2 separate regions of the Sus scrofa genome follow, and region 1 is linked to region 2. The links are chromatin contacts, called in public Hi-C maps. All regions are on one chromosome and are shown on one strand. The core of a region is the stretch at or near the end of the contact, and the rest is flanking DNA. Distances in the headings are between cores, read along the strand shown. Region 1 has its middle 43 kb from the start of ENAH. Region 2 holds the start of ENAH (protein enabled homolog).

Region 1 (6,294 bases), core at 1,489-3,988, 43 kb after region 2:
GCTGCCGGCCTACAGCACAGCCACAGCAATGACAGATCTGAGCTGCGTCTGCAACCCACACCACAGCTCATGGCAACGCCAGATCCATAACCCACTGAGCAAGGCCAGGGATTAAACCTGGATACTCATGGATGTGCTAGTCAGATTCATTTTGGCTGAACCACAACAGGAACTCCTAAGACTGTTTTCTTTCACTTTGAAACTCAGGTAAATTTCCCATCAAAAGAGGCTTTTACACCTCCTGCTATCCGAATGTAGTTCTGAACACTGAATATGATTTGGGCAGGAATAATGCAGCAAACTGCTGTTGTAAAGGATCTACTATATGCCTTTGGGTATTGTGGGTGCTTTATATACTTATATATTATTTCACTTAGTCTTGTAAGTTTTACCTTCAATACCAAGGTTATACAGCTAATCAGTGGCAAAGGCAGAATCAACTGATGTTTCTCCTCAATAGAAGGTTATCTGGTTGTTCGAGGAATCTTTTTTTTGTTTTCCTTAAAAATGGTTTATAGGAAGTTCTCTTATGGCTCAGCAGGTTAAGGATTTGGCTGTTGCCCCAACTGTGGTACAGATTCAATCCCTGGCCCAAGAACTTCCACATGTCACGAGTGCAATAAAAAAAAAAAAATTATAGGAGTCCCCTTGTGGCACAGTGGGTTAAGGATCCAGTGTTGTCACTGCAGTGGCCTGGGTCACTGCTGTGGTATGGATTGGATCCCTGGCCAGGAAACTTCCACACGCCATAGGTGTGGCCAAAAAAAAAAAAAAAAAATTGTTTATAAAATTTTCTCAACTATAATTTACTAAAAAAATTTAAATTGGCACAACATTGTAAATAAACTATACTTTAACATTTTAATGAATTTTTTAAATAAAATTTTCTGGTTATAAAAATAATATATGTTCATATTAGAAAATTCAGAAAATATGAGATGAATAAAAAAGTAATAATTCTTCTACCCTATGTAACTGCTGTTAACTTAAAAAAATTTTTCTAGTGTGTTTTTCTGTGCCTATATTTATAATATTTCCCCATTTCCGAAACTGGGATCTTGAAACTTTTTAGAATTTCCAAATACTTTAAAATTCCCTTGAAATCCCGGGAAGTCTGTTTTACCCAGTGAAGCAAGTATGGACATCTGAGGTTCAAATAATACTCCAGAAAACTGACCACACAGATTCTAAGAGGTGACTAAATTTGGCAAAATGCCTTTTTCTACCCCGATAGAGGTTTTAAGTGCCTGGTCATTTGTTTTTCTGGCAGCAGGACCACTCTTCAGTGGTAACCAATGGCTATTAGTGTCATTAGAAGTTCTTAAACCTCTTTAAGCATTAGTCATGCTCCAGATGTTCCAAAAATTTAGTGACAGAAATGAACATACATTAAAGTCTTCAGCTGCTGCCCCAGGGTCATAGGGATTTCGGCTTTAGTCTCTTGATTTGGAGTTTCAGCCAGACCCCGTCATTGGGGTTTCACCCTCACTATAAGCTAAAGAGACTTTATTATGCACATGTTTTAGTATTTTGTATTTTCAGTTGAACACCTCAATAGTATATATGTTCCTTTGTTTTATTTTATTGTTTTGTCTTTTTAGGGCCACACCCATGGCACATGGAGGTTCCCAGGCTAGGGGTTGAATCGGAGCTCCAGCTGCCAGCCACACCACAGCCACAGCAATGCTGGATCCTTAGCCCACTGAGCGAGGCCAGGGATAGAACCCGTAACCTCATGGTTCCTGATTGTTTCCACTGCGCCACGACTGGAACTCCTATATGTTCCTTTAAAACTCTCCTTTGAGGGAGTTCCCGTTAGGGAACTAGGCCGGCAGCTACAGCTCCCGTTATGGTGCAGTGGTTCACGAATCCGACTAGGAACCATGAGGTTGCGGGTTCGATCCCTGCCCTTGCTCAGTGGGTTAAGGATCCGGCGTTGCCGTGAGATGTGGTGTGGGTTGCAGACATGGCTCGGATCCCACGTTGCTGTGGCTCTGGTGTAGGCCAGCGGCTATGGCTCTCATTTGACCCCTAGCCTGGGAACCTCCATATGCTGTGGGAGCAGCCCAAGAAATGGCAAAAAAGACAAAAAAATAAATAAATAAAAAATACAACTCTCCTTTGATAGATAGGCCTTTTGTGGGCAGGAGAGATTATACTCTGTTTTGATTCTATCTTTGTCCCTGAGATACCAACTGGTAGCATTCTTCCTACTTTGATCAAATATAATTATTTTTAGTAGAGGCTGCTTTGCTTGAAAGACAATTGATGGAATTCTCATTGTGGTGCAGCAAAACAAATCTGACTAGTATTCATGAGGATGCAGGTTTGATCCTTGGCCTTGCTCAGTGAGTCAGATATTCAGCATTGCCGTGAGCTGTGGTGTAGGTTGCAGACGTGGCTTGGATCCCAAGCTGCTGTGGCTTTGGCATAGGCCGGCAGCTACAGCTCCAACTTGACCCCTAGCCTGGGAACCTCCATATGCCTCAGGGTGCAGCCCTAAAAAGCAAAAAAAAAAAAAAAAAAAGAAAAGAAAAGAAAAGAAAGACAGTCAATAATTTTAAAAAGCCCTTTACATTGTGTCCAGAATGGCAATGCCTTCTCTGCGAATTCACCCTTTCTGCTCCTGTATATCCATAAAGATAAATGAATCGCTTTGGTGCTGAATGTAACTAGCATCCATCATTTGTGACAACCACTTCCTGAACTTCCCCCCGGAGGTTGTACAAACCTTTCTCATTGGTTCTCACCGGAGCTCAATGGTGTCAAGGAAGGGAAAGGCAGGCAGCAGTAGCAGGCAGGTCGGCTGTGGGGTCCCATGATTCTTATTTGCTGCTTTACCCAACTCTGGCCAGTATTGTTACATACTCACTTAACAAATGGAATGCACCATCTATTTCACTGGAGCCCTGCTGGATAAATATGGAAAAAATGTGGGAGCTATGTCATGAACCACAATGGTTTTGCGTTCTGTGTAATTTGACGACAAGATTCCTTTGCTGTGTGTCACTTACCTCCTATATTACCACCGTCGCCCAATATTTCGTAACCGTCAATTCTTTGCCAGTGCCCACACGCAAAGATAGGTTTGTATTAAAAAATAAATGAGAACAGCACATTCTGATGTGGTGTAGTATATCAGCATTTTCCACCCGAAGCCTCACTGCCTGCCCTTCCCCTTTTTCGAAACAAAGGATACAAGGCAGAGCTACTTATCCCCCGTCGCAGCTCCTGGTGGGAAGGGTGCTGCGATGTCAGAAATGAAAGAAAAGCCTGTTCCCTTTGAAATATCTAAGTGTCCAAAAATGGGAACAGCACGGGGTGGGGGTGGGGGGTGGGGATTACCGTGCTATGCGGTTTGTTCTGATTCTGTGGACTATCCATTTCCAGTTGGAAAACTCAATTATTTTTCAACAGCAAGAATTAAAACACCAGACAGCGGCTTCAACATACAGAATTTAATTTTTCTCACATAAAGACCGGAAGTGGGCAGTCCGGGGCCCGATTCATCCTGGGCTCAGGTTCTTTCTGCTCCACCAAACTTACCATATTGGATTTCTTCCTTGTGCTTGTCCCCTCGTGGTGGCAAGGTAGCAGCAGTACTCTGGGACTCATTTTTAAGGTAGGAAGGAGGGGACAGGGCCGTACTCCCCAAACGGTCGTCCTTTGATCTGGAAAGCAAAAAGGTTTCCGAGACCCTGCGGCACAGATCTGCTGTCTTCTCATTGGTCAGAACGGGGTCACGTGACCACTCTCAATAGGCTTCAAAGGTGAGTTTAGCTGGGAGCGCGACTGGCTTGAGCAATGGTGTGGTGGAACAAGAGGGAGGCATGGATGCAGTTTAGTCACGTACCTCACCCAGCAGCTCTCTTTAAGATGCTGCTTAGAGAAAAAACAACCCAAAACAAAAAGCAAGACAAAAAAGGATGCTTTGGAGTTCCCATTGTGACTCAGCAGTTAACGAACCTGACCAGCATCCATGAGGACGCAGGTTGGATCCCTGGCCTCGCTCAGTGGGTTAAGGATCTGATGTTGCCGTGAGCTGTGGTGTAGGTCGCAGACGCGACTCAGGTCCCGCGTTGCCATGGCTGTGGTGTAGGTTGGCAGCTACAGCTCCGATTCGACCCCTAGCCTGGGAACCTCCATATGCCACGGGTGCGGCCCTCAAAAGACAAAAAAAGAAAAAGAAAAAAAGGAAAGACAAAAAAGGGTGCTCCTTAGAGGACAGGCGGCTGAGAAGATGCAGAGGTAGAACATATTTGGAGATGTGACTGTCCCCAGGATGTGTTCTTCCAGGCAAGGACATCACAATCGCCTTGGCTACACGAGAGCAGTCCTGAACTTTTTGTTCATATGTGAGAATTTCTGTAATGGATTGTTAATTCCCCACTGCAATTATTATGAAAACTTACTGTCTTTAAATTAATGGGATTCCACTGTTTTCACTGCTGCGGCCTGAATTTCAGTCCCGATCCCACATCAAGTCGCTGCCTTCTGTGGCCAAAAATGAGTAAATAAATAAGAAATGTAAATACTTTAATAAAAAATATTTAAAAAAAAAAAGAAGGAAGGAAGGGGGAGGGAAGGAAGAACGATCTTTTAAAAAGATTAATCCAACCATTTCATCTCCCTGTTTAAAATCCTTCTGGGTGGAGTTGCCATTGTGGCTCAATGGAAACAAATCTGACTTGTTACTATGAGGACTCAGGTTGGATCCCTGGCCTCCCTCAGTGGGTTAAGGATCTGATGTTGCCCTGAGCTGTGGTGTAGGTTGCAGACCTGGCTTGGATCTAGCATTGCAGTGGCTGTGGTGTTGGCCGGCAGCTGCAGCTCCAATTCAACCCTAGCCTAGGAACCTCCATAAGCCCTCAAAGACAAAAAATAAAATAAAATAAAACTAAACTAAACTAAACTAAACTTCCTCTGGAGCTTTCCTTAGCTCTTAAGATAAAATATAAAGGCCTTGGCATGACCTCTGAAGACCTGCAGGACATAGCCCTTGTTCATTTCAGCGGCCTCCTATTTGTGTCTCTGCCTCAGGGCCCTTGCATATGTCGTCTTCTGCCCAGAAGACTTTTTCCCCACGAGCAGCTTTGCACCCTCTGCTTAAGGTTTAGCTCTAAATTAAAGATCCGCTAGAGAACATTCTCTAACCTGTCAGGCTAGCTTGGGGCACCTGATAAAAAATCCAAGTACACTAGTCTTCTTTTTAGCATTTAGCTAAAAAAACTAATTAATTTGCAATGAATTGTTGCAAGCCTGCTGCCCCTGCTAGAATATTTGCTCTGTGAAAACCCTAATGTTCTTGCTTACTGCACCTGGTTTATTCCCTGCTGTGTAGTAAGCACTTAACAAATATTATTGAATGAATGAAATGAAATTCTACAAGCATGAAACTGATTTTGCTGATAACATGCCCTTGTGCTACTCAAAATATCATCCTTGAACTGGCGCTAATCTGTAAATTGTTCCTTGTTAATCTGCAAGGAGTATAGAAATCGAAAGTCAGGGTTTAGAAGTTTTTATAGCAATTTAAAAGTGTTGTCACTCCCTGGTTTGGAAATGTTAAAAAAATAAAATAAAGCTGGTCCTTCAACACAGATGGTTTGAGAAGCACTGCTGTAGGTTAGATACTACAAACTGTCATTACACTAGTAAAATGCAAGCATTTCTAACGCTGTAGGAGCTCCACAGCCATTGCCAGCAGCCATCAGAAGCTGGCAGATCAGCATGAATTGCCAACAAGAGGGCGGCCAGACAGCCCCACCTCCACCTCCTGAGTGGAATCTTGTCTCCCTAAAGTCACAGCAAGTTATCCGCCCCCGCCCCCCCCCCCTTTTAGGACTGCATCTGTGGCATATGGAAGTTTCTGGGCTAGGGGTCAACTTGGAGCTGCCGGCCTATACCACGGCCACAGCAACACCAGATCCAAGCCATGTCTGCAACCTACACCACAGCTCATGGCAACTCGGAATCCTTAACCTACTGAGCAAGGCCAGGGATTGAACCCTTGTCCTCCTGGATACTAGTCGGATTTGTTACTGCTGAGCCACAACGGGAACTCCCGCAGCAAGTTACTTTACGTGGACATGTTCTTTCATCATCTGTGCCTCGGTTTCCTCATGGGTAAATGGGGATAATAACAGGACCCACTTTACAGTGTGGTTGTGAAAAAGTAAGTGGGACGATCATATGCCAAGCATTTTGAGACACTTAGGTGAGTATCTGATATTATTGTTACTTGATACATGAGAAAGTCATTTAGCATGAAACAAGAGAGGATTTTAGAAAGAA
Region 2 (6,369 bases), core at 2,617-5,116:
GGTGAAGCAAACTACCTGAAAGTTTCACATAACTAGTCTAAAGCAGAACTAAGCCCTAAGGGAAGAGGAGTAATCGAACTGTATAATGCTTATGAGTACACAAAGCACACTCTATTATCATTTGCTCTTTAAACCTAGTAAAAAATTATCCCTATTTTTACATACTTTAAAATATAGATCAGTGAAATAATGTGGTCAGCTCAAGGTCATCCAGCTAATAAGCGGCTTGGAGGAATCCTCACAACTCTACTACAGCTTTTTCCATGAGAAAGTCACAGAACAGTGAGTGGAAGCCTGGACTACTTAATAACAGACCCAAGAGTATCAACCCAAAATCTTCTGAGCTCTTCTTAGCCACTACGCTAAAGGCAACGATTTTCTATCAGACAAGGTCCTCTACTAAAAAAAGAAAAAGAAAAGAAAAATTGTGAGTTCCTGACTAAATGAAAATGTAATCATTTGAGGCATATAATACTACATATATTACACTACCTCTATCACAAATCATCTTATACTTTTGAAACATTACATAAATGAAAAATAAGAATAGCACCAAAATGAGGGATGCTATACACTAACAAAATTGTACCAGTTTTGGGGGGGTCTCCACCCTTTCACTGTCTTGCATAAGAAATGCACTTTCTCATTTTTTTTTTCATTCTCATCTGTAAGCAAAGTATTAACAAGTAATTCTACATACAGCTTTTGACAAGTACAGAATACCTTTCAGATTGTTTCAGGAAAGTAAGGTATGAGTCCAGTCCCCTTTTGTATAGGAATTACATTATATCACAGAGCTATTCCTGAAACTAAAGTCATCTGAGAGATCTTATCACTACCGCCTAAACAGAAACAGATTTATCATATCCTCTCTTCAAAACTCTGACCAACTTAAGTGGAAATTCCTAGTCATGCACTCCTATTTCTGGCTGGCCTGTAAAACATCAGAACTACTCCTTAATATAACTGAAGGGCTACGATAACATAGCCTTTACATCCTAAAGTACTTGAAAGCATCCTTGAGACTAAGTTAAATATGAACATAACCTGAAGAGCCCTTTCTGAAGCACCAAAATATCCCAGAACTTGTTGCAACCAGCACAAGTACCTTTTACTTCCGTAACAGACCATCTTGCTTTTACAGTTATCTAAGGAAATGTTTATACAGGAGTTGCACAAACCACCTACCAAATAATCCAATGCCTTCCAAAGTGAAAAGCTGATCCTCCTTGCTCCTCTTAAATTATTCACAATTAGCCTACAAAGGATTACTGTAGACTACTTGAACAAACTTTTCAGACCTGTGTACCACGTTCTATATTTATGCCACTGGAAAGCATCAGTGTGATTCCACCCCTTCCGCAATGAATAAGGAACAGAGCAGGACAACAGCTTAGAAATTACAAGTTACTTTTTATTAGAAAAGGAACTTTTAAGTGAAAGCATAATTTACCTGTGACAGACTGACAACTATACTTGACAGTGATCAAACTGCACTGAATACTTCTTTTTTGTTGTGTTCACAACTTCTGAACATTCTGATGATTTTATTCTAAAATATCCTACTTCCATTGTTTCGTATTTCTCAATGTTGAGAAAAACATACCCAAAGTGTGGAAAAATTTGATAAATTCTGGTCTGGGAGACCCCATAAGCTTTACATCTTTAAAGCAGAAATCAATAACATATAGTATTATGAGATTATTAACATTATGTATGTTTTATCATTTATTTCCTGAGTTTTCAAGGACATCAGTAACTCGATTTTTTAAAAAATGCTTAAAAAAATGCTTAAATGCATGGCTCAAGTTTTTTTAAGCCATATTTTACAAAGATTATGATATTTGGTTTATATCGCATAATTACATTTTAAACCGATCCATTATATTTGAAAATAACTTGCATGTGAAATCACTAAGGAAAAGGGATCCCTTACAAACATAACATTAAAAAACAATTTTTAAACCCTTCAAATAAAGGTCTGTAACTTGGAATCAGAGAAATACATGGTTCAAATCCACCGTAAGCTGGAGTGAAAACTCAACACAGCTATATCACAAAATACATATGCAAAAACAAAATGGGAAAGTAAAGTGTTCAACCTTGACAGAAAAAAAAAAAAAGTTTAAAATGGAAATTACTTAAAATGAGAAAATTCCAATGACTTGACATTTTCTTGCCAAAGCGAAGGAATGTGTAGATTGTATCTTTCAAATCTCATTGTATTACTTTATAAAGGTCTTGGCAACGGTTAGCCATTAATCTTTTAACACAAAGGAGATTCAAATCCAAATGAACTGTAAGATTATCTCTTCCAGAAGACAGAAATGGAGTAATGTACTTTATCCCCAATTGTTTAACCTAAAAGGAAGGCCTTAAGGATGATAACGCAGAATGGATCAGCCTTCAGTCTACCAAGACTCATTTCTCACGAAGTCTTGCACCAATCCAAAAAGAGGTGGTTATGGACACAAAACGGGCTTAGGAAAGGCTGAAAAAAATCTCCAATGAATGACACACCACATCATGGTTTATTCTCTTACACAATTGGAGAAACAACAACGAAAAATATCACACCATATGTTTCACCGTATCGGTTAAAAAAAATATTTTACGACGGTACATTCAATTCTTTGGGGCTGAAAAAATCATCTAGCTTCTGTTCTATTGATTACAGAGGGACAGGAAAAAGCAGCTGCTGCAATGCAACACAGGCTGCTACAGAGGAAGGAGAGAAAAGCGTTTTCCAAACAAATCCCTCCCCCGCCCCCGTTTACACACCCCGGACAACTTATCCCAGCCGTTTACTGCGTCCCCCCAAAGAGAAGCCTAATAAATTCGTTCCCTTCCCCCACTATCGGAAAATTTCACCTTTCGGAGCTCCTCCACCTAGGGCTACCAGAGGACTTTATTCCCCGCAGAAATTTCAGATCTTTCAAACTTTTCTCCCTTTTTTAATTAAACACGAGAGTTCTGTAATAAAACTGCGCGAAATTTTTACATCTAGACGGAAAAATACCTGTTTCCCAGCAACATACACGCTTCGATTCTCGAACCCCTCCCCATCTCCCAGGTTTGGCTGGCCACGGCGGGGGGCGGGGGAGAGCCAGGAGCAAATTAAATTTACGAAGGGGAATCCTGGGCGAAAGAGGAGCATTTGAGGAAAAATGGGAGGACGTCGAAACGAGGACCCCCCCTCCAAGAAGAGCGGTTGGGGAGGATTACAAGAAAGAAAGAGAAATGAGAAGGGACAAAGGGGGAGGGGGAGAAAGAGAGCGGAGACCCGGGGAGACGCGCCGGGCCGGGAGACGGAAGGCGGGGTCCCGGGAGAGCGGGGTCGCGGCTCCGCGGCACAATGGCCCGCCGGCCCCCGCCCCGCGCGCCCCTCACCTCATGGTGCCGGCCGCGCCGAGGCTTCCCCAGCAGCCGGGAGTCGCGGGAGGCGCCGAGCCGAAGGGGGTCTCTCCTCCAGGGGCGGAGACGCAGCTCGGGGCCGGGAGACAAGTGTCCACCTCCTCCTCCTCCGGGCGCCCGCGGGGCTACACCATCTCCTCGCACAAAGCCGCGGCGCCGGCCGGGAGTGGGAGAGAAGAGGGCGAAAGAAAAGCTGGGGAGGGGGCGGAGAGGCCGAGGCGCCGAGCGGGTCCCGCGGCCGCCGCAGCCCCCCACCTCCTCCTTCTCCTCCTCCTCCTCCCCCGGGAGCTTCCTCGGCCGCCCTCGGAGGGGTGCCTGCCGAGGCTGCGCGCCCGGCCGCCGCTCCACAGGCCCGCGCCCGCCGCGCCCGCCGCCGCCGAGGCCGTGTGCAACCGGCAGCTGCGGCAGCCCGGGAGGAGAGTCTGGATCGCCGCGAGGAACCCGGGAGGAGGCGGGGCGCGCGGCGGAGGAACACGCAGGCGCCGCCCTCCTCCCCTCCTTCCCCCGGGGGCGAGGGGGCGGTGCGGGGCGGGGGGAGGCGGGGGGCCGGGCGCCGCCCCCACACCCCCTGCCGGCCCGGGCCCCCGCCGGACTGCGGAGAGCGGGGAGGGGCGGGAGCGGGCTCGGCGACGGCGGGTTAGCAAAGGCTCTTTGTTGCTTTGCCACCCCGCCCCCTCCAGCCCCCTGGGATCGGGACTGCCCACCCCCTAACCCGCTGTCGGCGGGGTTCCTCGCCCCGGGCTGTCCTTGGCCGTGGGTCCCCCGCCCCGCGCTGGCCTCCCACTCCCCTGAGGCTGGGGGAGCTCCCGGGTCTCCCCCACGCCGGCGTGCGGAGATTGGGGCGCCGGGACCTCCCGGCGCGGAGAACCAGGAGGCGGCGACCGGAATGCGTGACTGGGCACAGGGCCGGGCCGGGGGACTCCGGATCTGCCGGCGGCCGGGTGCCCTCGCGCGGGACTTGTCCTCAGCTCGCCCTGTTGCTATCTCAGGATCGGGACCTGCCAGTCGCTGGGCATCCCGACCAGCCCTGCGGCCCGCCCCCGCCGCGCGCTGCTCCCGGCGATTCCTCCAGGGTTGGGGGGAGGGGGGACGTTTAAATGGAAAATATGGTCATCATTGTTCGCTTCGCTCCTTTGCTTCCCGAGGAATCCCAGTGTGCTGTGCCGATTTAACGAGCTGATATGCACACACTATGTATAGGGATGACTTCATCCCCGAAAGAACGCAGCCAACTCGCGGGGAAACGCAGTCGCCGGGAGACGCGCGCGGCATCGTGAACAGCCGCAAGAGTGAAGATGAGAAACGCAGCGGGTGAAACCGCTTTCTATCGTCATTAGCAAAGAGGGAATTCCGGCCCGGGAGTGGGGGCGGGGAGGGTTGTGAACTAACGATAGTTTTAAATTTCCCATCATTCGTTTGGTCTTGAAATCACCTCCTTTAAAAGGTAAACGTAAAATGCTGGCGAAGCAAACTCAAAGTCAATGGCGAGGCTGGGGGTTGTCATCCAGAAAGCCAGAATTTATAGTTTGGGGAGTTTGTAGCTATACAAAAGCAAATCCAAAAATCAGATGAAAATTTAAACTGGACAAATTGTAGGCCTCTTGTAGTCCTGAGAAGGGGTGTGTATTTTTTTAAGATAACCAGTGTGGAAAAGATCCGTTTCAGCTGAGTTCCCCTGACTGAAGGATCTAATCTAAAATGGAGGACCTGCCATGACTCCATGAATCGATGCAAAAGTTTTGGTGTTTTATTTTAAGATAGAGGTACAATTCAAATTATAGTTTTGACAGTTGAGATCATTTACACTTCCAAAAGAAAAGTGAACAAGTTATATAGTCATACTTGGTCAATGCCTTGCTTGTGTGTAATAGAACTATGTGGCCCAGTTTTAACTATAAAAAGCTTCCCAGTTTCAGACTCAATACTGAGTTATTTTTTTCTTTTTGGAACCTGCAGCCTCAAACCAACAGCCCTGTAGACTCAGTGACCTGGAGCTATGGCAGGGGACCAAGGGAGGCCTCAGGTAGCAAAAAAGCAGAGTGCCTCTGCTTACACATGGTGTGCTTGAAGAATGCTAATTTCCACCCACATGTCTAATTACAGCTCACCATCACAGAATTTTTTTATTCCAGGATCTCTGGAGCTAAAACACCCTTGCCAGTCAAATATCCTTGTTGCCATATTGCAAGACAGGGAAATATAGAGCCCAAGGATTGGATGAGTTCACACAATAGGCACAGTTAAAAACCATAGCTGCTGTGAGGTTCATTGTCTTATCATAAGTACTCACTGTCATTTCTGTAATTAAAACACATGCACCTCTGATATGATTCTCCAAATTAACCAAGGAACATTTGCTGTGGAGGCTGTTTTCTTGGAAAAGCAATCGGAAGACATATTGAACCATCTTGGAAAAGTTTTCATAAGACATGTTCAACCACAAAGAATTCACACCAATTTGCCTTTGTCCATTCATAGCAATACAGTAAATCCAGCAGAGCTTATGTTTCAGGGGAAACTCTTAAGAAGAGCCAAAAGGGGTGGAGATTTTGCTGTAATGACTCAAACTATCTCCTGCCAGAGACAAGAGGCAAGTATAAAAATGCCTTACAGATGACTCCATAACCTACTTCTCATTTGTGAAAGTTAATCCATCCTGTACTAAATAAGTGATATATCACATCATCTTTATCCTTACAGCAAATGTTCCAACGGTATGGGCACCAAATTAAGCAATCCAAGTGGAAAATGCTGTTCTTATTTTCTATGTTTATTAAAAATGTACCAGCCAAGAATTTTGGCTGCCTACAACCATTTCCATCCTTTTGAATGGCAGCCTGCCAGCTCACAAGTTGGTCATACCATTCCCTTTGGATTTAGATATTGCAATGGGTGGCCTGACCTCCAAAGGTCATTCACTGGAAGGGCAATCTGTTCGCCATGACAAAATGTTAT

What was found. A called contact is a pair of places that touch in the nucleus more often than the background predicts.
Region 1: a Hi-C map of embryonic fibroblasts shows a contact between it and region 2, with 2.6 times the contacts expected there. The contact joins the enhancer-like site here to the promoter of ENAH in region 2. A contact is called at or near these places in 10 of 47 Hi-C or Micro-C datasets (adipocytes, embryonic fibroblasts, fetal heart ventricle and 4 more) and 1 of 2 datasets of contacts at active chromatin or transcription factors (skeletal muscle).

Annotation. Positions count from the first base shown.
Region 1 is chr10:13,649,338-13,655,631 of Sscrofa11.1, forward strand. No RefSeq gene overlaps it. Among named protein-coding and RNA genes, the nearest start is that of ENAH, 43 kb to the left of the region's middle. Within about 2 kb of position 2,739, at least 14 of the 83 cell types and tissues checked have an H3K27ac peak or open chromatin away from gene starts, as enhancers often do. A contact at or near this core is called in embryonic fibroblasts, where this site is marked.
Region 2 is chr10:13,605,481-13,611,849 of Sscrofa11.1, forward strand. ENAH (protein enabled homolog) reads right to left here and starts at 3,867. Exons shown (of 13, transcript XM_021064410.1): 1 at 3,391-3,867. The coding sequence starts at 3,395.